3 separate regions of the Mus musculus genome follow, and all the other regions are linked to region 1. The links are chromatin contacts, called in public Hi-C and HiChIP or PLAC-seq maps. All regions are on one chromosome and are shown on one strand. Each heading gives the region's core, a stretch centred on a gene start, on an enhancer-like site or on the middle of the called end of the contact. The rest is flanking DNA. Distances are from core to core; before and after follow the strand shown.

What was found. A called contact is a pair of places that touch in the nucleus more often than the background predicts. HiChIP or PLAC-seq counts read pairs in DNA pulled down with a chosen protein or histone mark.
Region 2: a contact with region 1 is called in an H3K4me3 HiChIP or PLAC-seq map of embryonic forebrain, with 2.1 times the contacts expected there. The contact joins the promoter of Adprh here to the enhancer-like site in region 1. A contact is called at or near these places in 5 of 39 promoter capture datasets (the 3T3-L1 cell line, 3T3-L1-derived adipocytes, hippocampal neurons and 1 more), 4 of 115 datasets of contacts at active chromatin or transcription factors (double positive thymocytes, embryonic forebrain, embryonic stem cells and 1 more) and 2 of 9 other capture datasets (adipose tissue and pancreatic islet).
Region 3: a contact with region 1 is called in a Hi-C map of forebrain, with 5 times the contacts expected there. The contact joins two enhancer-like sites. A contact is called at or near these places in 2 of 39 promoter capture datasets (the 3T3-L1 cell line and liver), 6 of 484 Hi-C or Micro-C datasets (cerebral cortex, embryonic stem cells, forebrain and 3 more) and 2 of 115 datasets of contacts at active chromatin or transcription factors (double positive thymocytes and stem cell-derived neural progenitor cells).

Annotation. Positions count from the first base shown.
Region 1 is chr16:37,971,785-37,975,730 of GRCm38.p6, forward strand. The region is part of intron 3 of Gpr156 (G protein-coupled receptor 156); the gene reads left to right. Among named protein-coding and RNA genes, the nearest start is that of Gm36225, 14 kb to the right of the region's middle. Within about 2 kb of position 2,242, at least 55 of the 459 cell types and tissues checked have an H3K27ac peak or open chromatin away from gene starts, as enhancers often do. A contact at or near this core is called in cerebral cortex, embryonic forebrain, forebrain and 1 more, where this site is marked.
Region 2 is chr16:38,450,938-38,454,612 of GRCm38.p6, forward strand. Adprh (ADP-ribosylarginine hydrolase) reads right to left here and starts at 1,752. Exons shown (of 4, transcript NM_007414.3): 1 at 1,592-1,752.
Region 3 is chr16:38,474,625-38,478,305 of GRCm38.p6, forward strand. The region is part of intron 2 of Cd80 (CD80 antigen); the gene reads left to right. It also overlaps the pseudogene Gm8590. Among named protein-coding and RNA genes, the nearest start is that of Gm41453, 6.4 kb to the right of the region's middle. Within about 2 kb of position 1,932, at least 135 of the 459 cell types and tissues checked have an H3K27ac peak or open chromatin away from gene starts, as enhancers often do. A contact at or near this core is called in cerebral cortex, forebrain and uterus, where this site is marked.

The DNA of each region.
Region 1 (3,946 bases), core at 992-3,491:
AGGCAGGCCCTCTGTATCACTCTTGCTGACACTGCCAGACAAGCGGGGGCCTTTGAGGAGACAGCTGAAAAGTGGTGACCTACTAACACTGTTACAGCACGTTAGCAAACCCGGGTCAGAAAAGGCCTCTGGAAAGGGTTCATTAATCAGGGAGGTTTGAGCAGGGTCCTGGGAAGCTGGGACCCATTCGGGAAAGAAACAAGAGTCAGAATCTGTGGGTCAGCTGTGCCAGCATTATCCCCACCTGGTGGAAACCCACAGGCAGGTCTTTTCACGTTAAAATGGGAGTCAGGGCCAGGTGAGAGGCTCAGGGCCCTGGTGGGGACAGAGCAGAGGGGAGCAAGCAGGTTTCCTTTGTGGTTCTCTTCTTTCCCACTTTTCCAAGACCTGGATCCCTAACACCCATCTAAATCTAATGATTAATTCATTTGACAGGCATTCAATAACATAATAAGGTACTACTAAAAGAGCCAAATCCAAGGTGCTCATTGGTACAAGGCTAGGCCAGACTCAGCCCTGGGGTCATAAATTCCCAGATTCTGGCCTGATAGAGAACCATTCTTGCAAGTATTCGTGAATTCAGCATTCCTCAAAGATTCCCAGACACACCTCGGCCATTCTCCTGCTGTAATAAACCTGAAAACTGTACAGGGAGAAACAAGAGAGCAAAGATGGATTTGCAAGTCACCAGGGAGCTGGCGCCTTGTGATTGGATACTTCTGTCGGCCAATGGTGTTTGCCTATGCTTTTTGCCCTACTTAGAACCAGGGCGGCTGCTCTGACGTTTTTTTTTTTTTTTTTTTTGGAAGTGCTACAAGAGTCTTGCTAGAAGTCACCCCTGGCCTTTCCTACAGTTGCAGTGGGAGGGAGAACGGAAGTGGAAATCTCTATGTGAACAATTTGCTACTTGTCTGGAACTGGAGCCCTCGGGTAGAAGAGTTGAGGAAAAGGGGAATTTTTCCCCCTATGTATCTATTGCCCCCTCTTGCTGTTTAAAAGCACATTTGAAATATTTTTCAATTGTGTGAGATGTGGAAATACACATTTGGGAATTTGGGGTTTTTTTGTTGTTGTTGTTTTGTTTGGTTTCAAAATCACTATCAAATGCAACCATAATACTCCTAGATGAAGCAGGCTTCCTCAATAAGAGCTCTTTCTGCTTCCCCTTTCTGCTCACTAGGGGTCTTCCCTGTCCCTTTCACTACTGTCCTACACCTGAGCCCACACAATGAGGTAACAGGCGTTTGCTCTGAAATGGAAGTCTAAATTTCCGTATTTCAGCTTTTAAAATGCTTACAAGGATGCAGTTTTGAATTGGTATTCTCTTATGTTTGTAGCCCAGGAGAGCTATGAATTCTGAAATATGAAATATGGGCCATGGAGATAGCTCAGCAGGTAACGACACTTGTCACTAAGCTGGATGCTCTGAGATCTCACGTGACAGGAGGGCAGAGTCAGCTCCTGTGAGTTGTTCTCTGAACCCTCCATGTGTGACATGGTACACAGATGCCAACGCACACACAAAGAAATGTAATTTTTAAAAATTTAAATCTATATATTCTCGTGTGTGTGTGTGTGTGTGTGTGCGTGCGTGCATGGTGTGTAAGTATGCCTGTGTGCATGTGTGTGTGTGTCTGTCTGTCTGTCTGTGTCTGTGTGCGCGTGCACGGTGTACAAGTGTGCCTGCATACACGTGTATGTGAGTCCATTCGTGTGTGTGTGTGTGTGTGTGTGTGTGTGTGTGTGTGACTGTGTGTGTGTGTGAGACTGTGTGTGTGTGTGTGTGTGTGTGTGTGTTAAATTGCCCTGGATAGAGAGAAAAGAACTGTTAGTGTTGAATTACATTTTTATTCTATTTTACAAGAGGAATAAGAAAGGAATCTTTGTAGTGAAAATGTTGAAACCCGGGGAAGAGGTAGCCTCACGAGCTGAGGGCAGAGGTTCTGTCCCATCTGCTTTGCCATTCCCACTTCTTAATGCTTTGATAGGTTCCTATTCAGGAATTAATGTTTGACACAAAAATGGCCATGAATGAGAGGAGCTGCCAGGAAAGCACAGGACACTGAGACCATCGGCTAAAGGAGAATCTGGGGCCAGGACGTTTGGCAAGTTTTCTTTTGTGCTTAATAACTAAAGCTTATATTTGGATGATCGGTTGATTGGGCTATAAAATCCACCACATCTCTGGAATCCAGGTCAGTCTGTTCTTACTGGCTAAGGAAGTGAGGCAGAAATGCACGTGACTGGCTTGCTGATAAGCCTGCAGCAGGGGAAAGACGCAGTGGCTCAAATGATTTGAAAAGGAAGGAGCTGGAAGGCGTCTTGGGTCTCATCGGATTTGACTACTGCTAATCGTTTGGTTTATTCTGTAGCCCTGTCCTTCCGGGTCCTTTATAGCTTCAGTGACTGTAGGTCCAAAATGACAGGCTGGTGGGTGGAAATTTTCCCCTCTCCAGATTAAAATAAATCTGTGCAAGCACTGAGGACTACAGAAAAGCAGTTGAGCTGAGAGAGGCCAGGCCCACCCAGCACTCGAGGCTTTAAGGATATAAAAGAAGTTATTACTTCCCCTGTCCAGCTGCAAACAGCTGGACGGTCCAGGATGAGCAGGTTTTCTGAAGCCAGGGAGAGTGATGTGTGCTGTTCACTTCTGTCACTAACAGCCACTGAAAGTTAGGAAGCTGTGTGGTCAAAGATGAGGTCTACCTCACAGAGCTGAGCCTCATGACCTGGGAGGTGTGTTAGACAAAAGCATTTCCTAGGAGAATTCCCCTGGAAGGATTCCGCCAATGGAAAAGAGCTTTTGGAGTAGCCTGATCTCATTGGAGACAAGTGAACATACGTGTGCACATGCATATGTGAATGAATACTCCCACAGACCCTTCGGTTTCCTAGAAACAGAGGCTGAGAGCGCACAGAGCTTCACAAATACCCTGTTAGGATCTCTCGTTTATTTTCAGGCTTCCTTCATCGCTATGCTGAGAGGAAAGCCCAGGAGAGCCTCACCCACACGAGACTCCTCAGTGAGGACTCAGCTTGGTCAACACCCATAGCCTGCAGAAACGCATTGCACATAGAGACCCCAAAATAACTGGTCTTTCTGTGTGCAGTAACATCAGGGAAGCCTCAGCCATTCCAGAGAAGTCCAGAAAGACACCCAGAAGCCACTTCTGTTACCCAGCAGACCTCCTTGTCTAACGCATGGACATTAAGCCAGTTCATGACACCCTCTGATCTCTAGCACTTTGGTGATCACCGGCAGGGGCTTATAGTCGCCTTAGAGAAGGAAGTTCCAGGACAGATGCTGGGAGAGCAGCTGAGAGGCTATTGCAAGGAAGACTTTGATCAGTTGGTGGCAGCAGAGGTAGAGAAGAAGCAGCTGAGTTCTGGTTGTATTTCAAGAATAGAACCAATGAGGTTTCACAACAGATTGGATGTGGGAAGGAAGGAAGAGTCAACAATGACGCCAAGGTTTTGGGTCCAAGCAAACGGAGATGGAGGGTGGAGAAACAGCTTTCAGGAGAAGACAAGGAGTTAAAGTTTTAATGGACTGTGGTTTAAAATTAAAAAGATCAGATGTGGTGGTACACACCTTTAATTCCAGCTCTGGTCAAGCAGAGGTATGTGAATCTCTGTGAGTTCAATTCCAGCCTGGAACGCATAGCAAGTTCAAGAATAGTCAGGGATACACAGTGAGTCCCTACCTCAAGTTGGAGAGAAAAGAACATATATATGTTTAAGGTTCCTGGAAGTGGATCTATTCCAAACGACAAGACACAGGATTCAGAGACCCTGAGGCGAAGTAGGATGAAATCATTGTGACTAAAGGATTTTAAGCTTGGGATGTTGAAAGGTCATTGATCTCTCTGGGTGGTCCTCGAAGGAGGCTTGAGTGGGATAAAGACGCAGGGCAGTGCACAGTTGAAGCACAAATGGTCGCACTAGT
Region 2 (3,675 bases), core at 502-3,001, 480 kb after region 1:
TCCGACCTAGTTCCCTGCCGCCAGAATGCTTCATATTACATGGTCTGGGCCCTGGCCTTAACTTTGGGCTCAGGTAAAGTGATAATGGAAAAACCCAGATGTGTAATGAGGGATGAATGAATGAATGAATGAATTTCCATAAAGTACATAGTGAGCACAACTTTGTGATTATTTTTATTATCCATCTACAACCAATTCTATAAGCAATTTTCCCTTTACCAGCAATATTTAAAAATTTTTAAATGATTTAGTTTTATTTACATATTCTAGTTTATATTCAGTTTTATTTACATACTCTAGTTTTTTGGCTTCACTGGTATCTGTGTGAGGGTGTTGGGCCCCCTGGAACTGGCTCTGTGAGCTGCCATGTGGGTGCTGGGAATTGAACCTGAGCCCCTCTGGAAGAACAGCCAGTGCTCTCAAACTGCTGAGCCATGTCTCCAGCCCCTTGTCTGTCTTCTATATGGTAAAAGTTCTATAGTGCCGGGCTGCAAATGCTATTCCCACCACAAATGAAATCCTTGCTAAAGCCCTGGCTTCCCGGTGTACACATTTTCTACTCTACTCAGGCCAGGGCTCCATGACACCCATTCCGTGTGGTGATTCAGTGTTCCACTGTCTGCCCCCTCCACGCACCCAGCCTCCCCATGAACAGGGGCAAACACTCTTAGGGGCAAAAAGACCTAGCTCACCCCTGCCCTCAGCCCAAGCTCTTCCCATCCACCTGTCTTTCTTCCTCTAACCGCCATTTTAGGTTTAGTTCAAGCCCAGGTACCTCCACCATCCATCTAGTCACACTGCTCAGGTCTAGGGCACAGGCCAGCAGAGACCTGGAGAAGCAGTTAAGGGTAAAGATCTGGCTTTTCCATGCTTGATCCTGATTACATGTGTGTGTGTGTGTGTGTGTGTGTGTGTGTGTGTGTTGTGTGTGTGTGGTGTTGTGTGTGTGTGTTTTATGTATAAATAACGGCTAGGAACTAGAGTTCTGTAGTCTCTTGTGTTAGCTCTGTGACCACTAACAATCCTCTCACGCTGGAGTTTCCCATCTGTTTCCCATCTGTGGGGGAGGAAGGCCTCGTTCTCCGAGGTCCTGTTTTGGCCCAGGTTTTCGAAGCCCTAGCTTTGTTAACCTCTGAGAACTAAGGACTAACGCCCCCACCTTCTCCTCCCAATGCTCCAGGTTCCCTTTTTGAGCTCTCCATGGAAGAGTGTGGGAACCTACGGAGGAAGTAGCCAGTATCTTTTCTCTTTGAAATTCCTTTTCACCTTGGCACATGCATCCATCCTGGCCCAGACCCACCCTTCAGAAGTCATTATTCCTTAACCCACTCTAAACGGGCACAGGTGACAAAGCCATCAAACTATACAATCAAAGCCGAAGTACACTTCGGGATTTCCCATTGGTTTCCTGGCCTGGGTAGAAAGAGGAATAGGGAGAGGGGATGAGGGGAGGGGAGGCCGCGATGCACTCAGGAAAGTCTTGGTGGCCACTTTGAGGACACTGGCCTAGCACCAGTCTGGAGGTGAGAGCGGGACCGAGCGGGTACTAAGGTCAGTAAGAGGAGAGTGGCTCGGGGACTCCTGGCTGTACCTGCTGAGGCGGAGCTGAGAGCGTGGGGCGGGATCGGGGTGGTCCAGAGCCGAGGGCAGGATTGCCCGAGCTGGAGGCGGGGTACCGGGCGCAGGAGTCCTGCTGTGGGCACCCAAGCCAAAAGCCGAACAGGGGCGGAGCCGCGGGCCGGGCGGGTCGCTGGCGCACAGCGGCTTCCGGCGGAGCTGCGTCCTCCCGCGTCCTCCGCACTGGACGGAAGGAGGAAGGGGCGGTGCTGGGGGCGCCCAAGCCTTGCGCATCAGCTCGGGAACCGCTCCGCGCTGCGTGTGGGCCGAGTGGAGTGGTGTCCGGCCAGCCTCGTGCTCGCCCTGCCAGGGTTCTGCCCTGCCAGGGTTCTGCCCCGCGGACCGTTGGACTCCCAGAGCCTGGTACCCACCGCCCAGAGCGGCTTGGGCTCACCGATTCTAACCCTAGTCCGTTCAGCCGTGGTTCTGCGTGCTCTCCACAGAAGGGTTTCAAACGGGAGCTTAGAGGGGAACTCTTAAGGTTCTTTCCCCTAAATTATGACTCTGGATTTGTTAAAACCCTAAGGTGGCAATGGCGGCGTTGAGCCCAGATGTCAGGTTCCGAGAATAAACGTGTGCCAGTGAACACTCCCCCGTACCCTCGACCCAGCTCGGTACAGCCTCGTCTCCGGAAAGGCACAAATCGGGCCTTGTGCTTAAATGGAGTATCTGCTTCTATACAGTGACCCTGACGCACATCAAAGATCCTGCTTTGACTCCTTAGACTTAAGATCAGAACATGTCTGCTCAAAAATTTCAGACCTACTCCCAAGAACTCACATCCCCTCTTCTATGTCTTCAAAACAGAAAAAAAGGAAAGACTTATCTGGGAAGGAAACTTGAACTGAACATTTAACATCTATTAATTTTGGCGTTGGTGACTCTATTCTTGTGTAAATAAATCTATTAATCACAATAATAAAGGAGGTGTTCACGTGGAGTTTAGGGACTTTTATTAAGCAAAAATAAATTGATAAGTCATAGGAAAGTTAATATATTTAATAAATGTGTGTGTGTTGCTTGGAAGGGTAAGCATCAAATTGCAAATAATTAGAAGAGGAACAAGAAGCTTTCCGAGTAAAGAGAGGAATGAAGGAAAATTAAATTTTGATTTATTTTTTGAGACTAGGCTGGTCTCAAACTCGTGATCCTCCTGCCTCTACCTTTAGAATGCTAGAATTTCAGTCTTACAACACCACACCTAGTTTATATCTTTTAGAATATTTTTTCTATATTATATCTAAAGATATTTTAGAGAAAAATAGAAACTAGATGTTACCCCTGATACATATATCAGTCTTTATGGTATGCATATGATTTTAAAACAATGGGGTCATTTTTTAAATAGAATTTTATATCCTTTCTTAAAAACTGGCTTTATCAACTACTAATGTGACTCCAAATGTCCACAAACATTAACACTTCCACAATAAGCCAACTTCTAGTTTGATACAATAAAAAGGGTGAGGCCCTGGGGTCCAGCTGCTCTCTCACCAGATCGCGGTTAAAACTGTTTTAAAAGAGAAAAGATTCACTGAGGATCAGAAAACAGAACAGTCCAAGACAGCTTTGACACTGCATAGACCCAAATGTGTTGAGTGCGGATGACACTGTAACACTATGAGTGTTCTGACTGATAAAGCTTAGGGACCGTGCACTAGCACCCCTGCACACTGACAGGAAGTAGTTCATATGCAGGGTGGGTTGGACTCTCTAACAGAGACTAACAGTGGAACAGCAGCAAGGGCCAAAGGAGAACAGAGCACAGGATAGACCAGAAAACTCCTCAGAATAATAAACGCAGAGAGTGCGGAAACTGGAAAGCCAGGGACGGAGACGTGGAAAGCCAAAAGCAGCTGCTATGTGGTCCATTCAGGAAGACTAAGATGATATCTGAGCAGCTAACTGTATGTCCTCTTGGCTGGACCACAGCACCCAGATTGTTCAAATCTTCCTCCAGATGGGAAGGTATTTTACAGCCGAGATTAGCTTTTATATCAATAAACATGAGGTACAGTGGATTATCCTCCATAATGTGGGCAGGCCTCATTGAATCAC
Region 3 (3,681 bases), core at 682-3,181, 500 kb after region 1:
TTTTATTTTTAAAGATTTACTTTGTTTTTAACTATGTATATGTGTGTGCTCAGATGCTCACAGCAGTCAGAAGAAAGTATTGGATTCCCCAGGAACTAGAGTTAAAGGCACTTGCGAGTCACCCAATATGAGTGCTTGTGTGTTCTGCAAGAGTGAGTTAGGAGTATGTGCTTAACTGCTGAGCCATCTCTTTAGTCCCAAAGGGCTAATCTTTAGATGGTTCAGTCTTGCAAGACCTTCAAAGTAAGCCGGGCGTGGTAGAATATGCCTTTAATCCCAGTCCTCGGGAGGCAGAGGCAGGCGAATTTCTGAGTTCGAGGCCAGCCTGGTCTACAAAGTGAGTTCCAGGACAGCCAGGGCTATACAGAGAAACCCTGTCTCAACCCCCCCCCCCAAAAAAAAGACCTTCAAAGTAGTTCCTCTAACTCGTTATCTTGTAGCAGGGCTAGGGGAGAAAGCTGAGGCTGCTGTAAGCTCAGTCAGATAGGAAAAGGTGGCTCTTACTGAACTAACCATTTCTTAGAAAAAAAACAAACATGAGTTGTGACTGAGAGCGTTAGGCCTGCAGATTTGTTACTCCAGGTTAAAAAGCCCATGATGTCTGGTTAGAAGAAACAAAATAAAATTTTTATGTTGACTATCCAAGTAGTAGTTTGATTGCGTGGCATTAAGGTAATAAGTAGAAAATAATAATGCCAACTATAAATAGGTCAGGAACACATGCAACTTTATTTAAGAACAAGGCCCATTTTAAATTTCCCCTTTGTTTTAGTTTTGGGTTTTGAGATAGGGTCTCACTATGTAGCCTTGGCTGGCTTGGAGTCTAGCCTCAAACTCAGAGAGATTTCACTACCAAGGAATTGTTGTTGTTGTTGTTGTTTACAATGACTTCCTCTGCAACCAAATTCAGGGTTTTCCCTTTTCTGGTAACTATACTCCGTATTCTTCCCTCATTTCTCCCATTTCTCCCAGTATCCCTGGGCATTTTCAGAAGGTTTCCTTGACAGCCTGATTTAAATGAGAGCGTCTTCCTAAATATATCCTGTGTGTCAGGCTCCGTGCTAAGTGGTGTCTTTCCATCCCTTCATCTCTGGAATGCATGGGTTATTAACCTGCCTACAAACCAAGACTAAAAAGCAAGGGAGTGGCCCACAGTCACAGGGCAAATCTCTGTTTAAGAGCTGCTCTTGATAGTCACTGACCCCTGCTCATACAAGCTCGGTGGCACTCAGACTTCCAAAACGAAAGCTCAGGGTATGGACTGGAGTAGAGGAACTGACTGCCACAGGAGAGGGGAGGAGCTAAATTCCTAAAGTCTAAGCATGAGAAGCAAGTGGCAGGAGGTATCCACACTTGACTCTAAGTCTACTTTAGCATCTTGCTGGAGGTCAAATATACAAATGAAATCAACTCCAGGAAGCCTCCTTGTCTCTTTAAAATGCCAGAGTAGCAAGGAATTAATAAAATGTAGTGGTTGTGATTACAGATTAAATACTGTATATTTGATCTGAGTACAAGCCTTTTTTTTTTTTTTTTTTTTTTTTAGAAAATGAGGATTGTAGAGGTTGGGAGGTCCCTTGGGTAGGTCATGGAAAACAAGGCTTTGGAATTTTAGCTACTAAGACATTAGAGGGCCAGACTCGGGAAGTGACTTAGTTGTGTGGTCCTAATGCTAGCTAAGGCAGAAGCTGAGTACCTTCTGATGTCCTTCGCATCTATGACTTTGCACAAATACAACAAATCTTTGGCCGCATGCCCTAACACCACCAGTATCCCTAACAGCAACCGCACAACAGCACAAGGCAGTAAGCAGTCACCAGAGTGCCTGGAATCCTGCCTACCTAGGCATTTTTCTTAAAGATGAAGGCCACTAGAACACAAGGCAGGAAGCTGTGCAAGTCCCGCGCGGTGGAGGCGGCAGCAGCGGCGGCTGCTCTGGTCCCGGAGATGGTGGAGCAGAGGGGCCTCCCGCAGCGACGGGGAGAACGTGTTTGCTGGGCAGCCAAAGATCTATGCCTACATGAGTCCTAACAAGTGCTCTGGAATGCGCTCTCCACTTCAGGAAGAGAACTCGGTTGCCCATCACGAGGTCAAATGCCCGGGGAAACCATTAGCTGGAATCTACAGGAAGCGAGAAAAGGAACGCCAGGAACGTTATCCGAAGCGCTGTGAAGTCAGATGAACAGAAGAGCAAAGACACCAGGAGAGGTCCCCTGGCGCCTTTTTCAAACCAAAAATCCGAAGCAGCAGAACCTCCAAAAACTCCACCCCCATCATGTGACTCTACCAATGTAGCAGTCGCTAAGCAAACCCTGAAAAAGCCCCTCAAGGGCAAGCAGGCCCCTCAGAAAAAGTCTCAAGGGAAAACCCAGCAGAATAGAAAATTCACCGATTTCTACCCTGTGCGGAGGAGCTCCTGGAAGAGCAAAGCTGAGCTGCAGTCTGAAGAAAGGAAGAAAATAGACGAGCTGACTGAGAGCGGGAAGGAAGAAGGCATGAAGATCCATCTAATTGATGGCAAAGGCAGGGGCGGGATCGCTACCAAGCTGTTTTCCCGGAGGATACTTTGTGGTAGAATACCATGGGAACCTCATTGAAATTACCGATGCCAAGAAGCGGGAGGCTCTTGTACGCACAGGACCCCTCCACAGGCTGCTACATGTACTATTTTCAGTATCTGAGCAAAACCTACTGCGTGGATGCCACTCAAGAAACGAACTGCCTGGGGAGACTCATCAATCACAGTAAGTGTGGGAACTGCCAGACCAAACTGCACGACATCGACGGCGTGCCTCACCTCATCCTCATCGCCACCCGAGACATCGCAGCTGGGGAGGAGCTCCTGTACGACTATGGGGACCGAAGCAAGGCCTCCATCGAAGCCTACCCCTGGATGAAGCACTAACCACTTGACCTCCCTGCCTCCCTGCCACCCTGCCTCCTTCAAAGGTCAAAGTGCACTCAAAGGGGAATGAATTTTTTTTTACACACACACACACTTACTCTTAGCAGATTACTTCAAATGTTTTTAAAAAGTATATTAAAGATGCCTTTTCATGTAGTATTTAAATATCTGTTACAGGTTTCCAAGGTGGACTTGAACAGATGGCCTTATATTACAAAAAAAAAAAAAAAAAAAAAAAAAAGAAGAAGAAAAGAAAAGAAAGAAAGAAAGAAAGAAAGAAAGGAAGCAAGAAAGAAAGGAAGAAAGAAAGAAAGGGAAAGGGTGGCTTCGAACTCATTATATAGCCTAGGCTGACATCATACTCTTCCTACTGCAGCCTCCAAAGTATACCTGCCTACTGGTGTGGTCCACCACGCGCGGCTAACCTTACTTTTTTAAGAAGCAAGGGGGCATTGAACATGGACTTAGGGTGATGCATGAGTGCTGAGAACTGGAGGTCCAGGAGAGCGTGACCATGTGAGTGGGCGCATGTGGGCTCCTGTCTGTTTCCAGGTTCTCAGGTTGAAGGGTGGCTTCACACTTGTTCCTTACTAAATAAACAGATAGAAGGAGCCCCGGGTGCTCTTCCAGTCATCAGGAGGAAAGAAAGGGAGGGATGAGAGAGAAGGGGAGAGTGAGGATGGGCTCTGGTGTTGGGGACTGTGACTGCAGATACAGTTCTGCCACAGGGTTGCAAGTTCCCCAAATCTATTTATTTACAAGATAAGATTATAGAC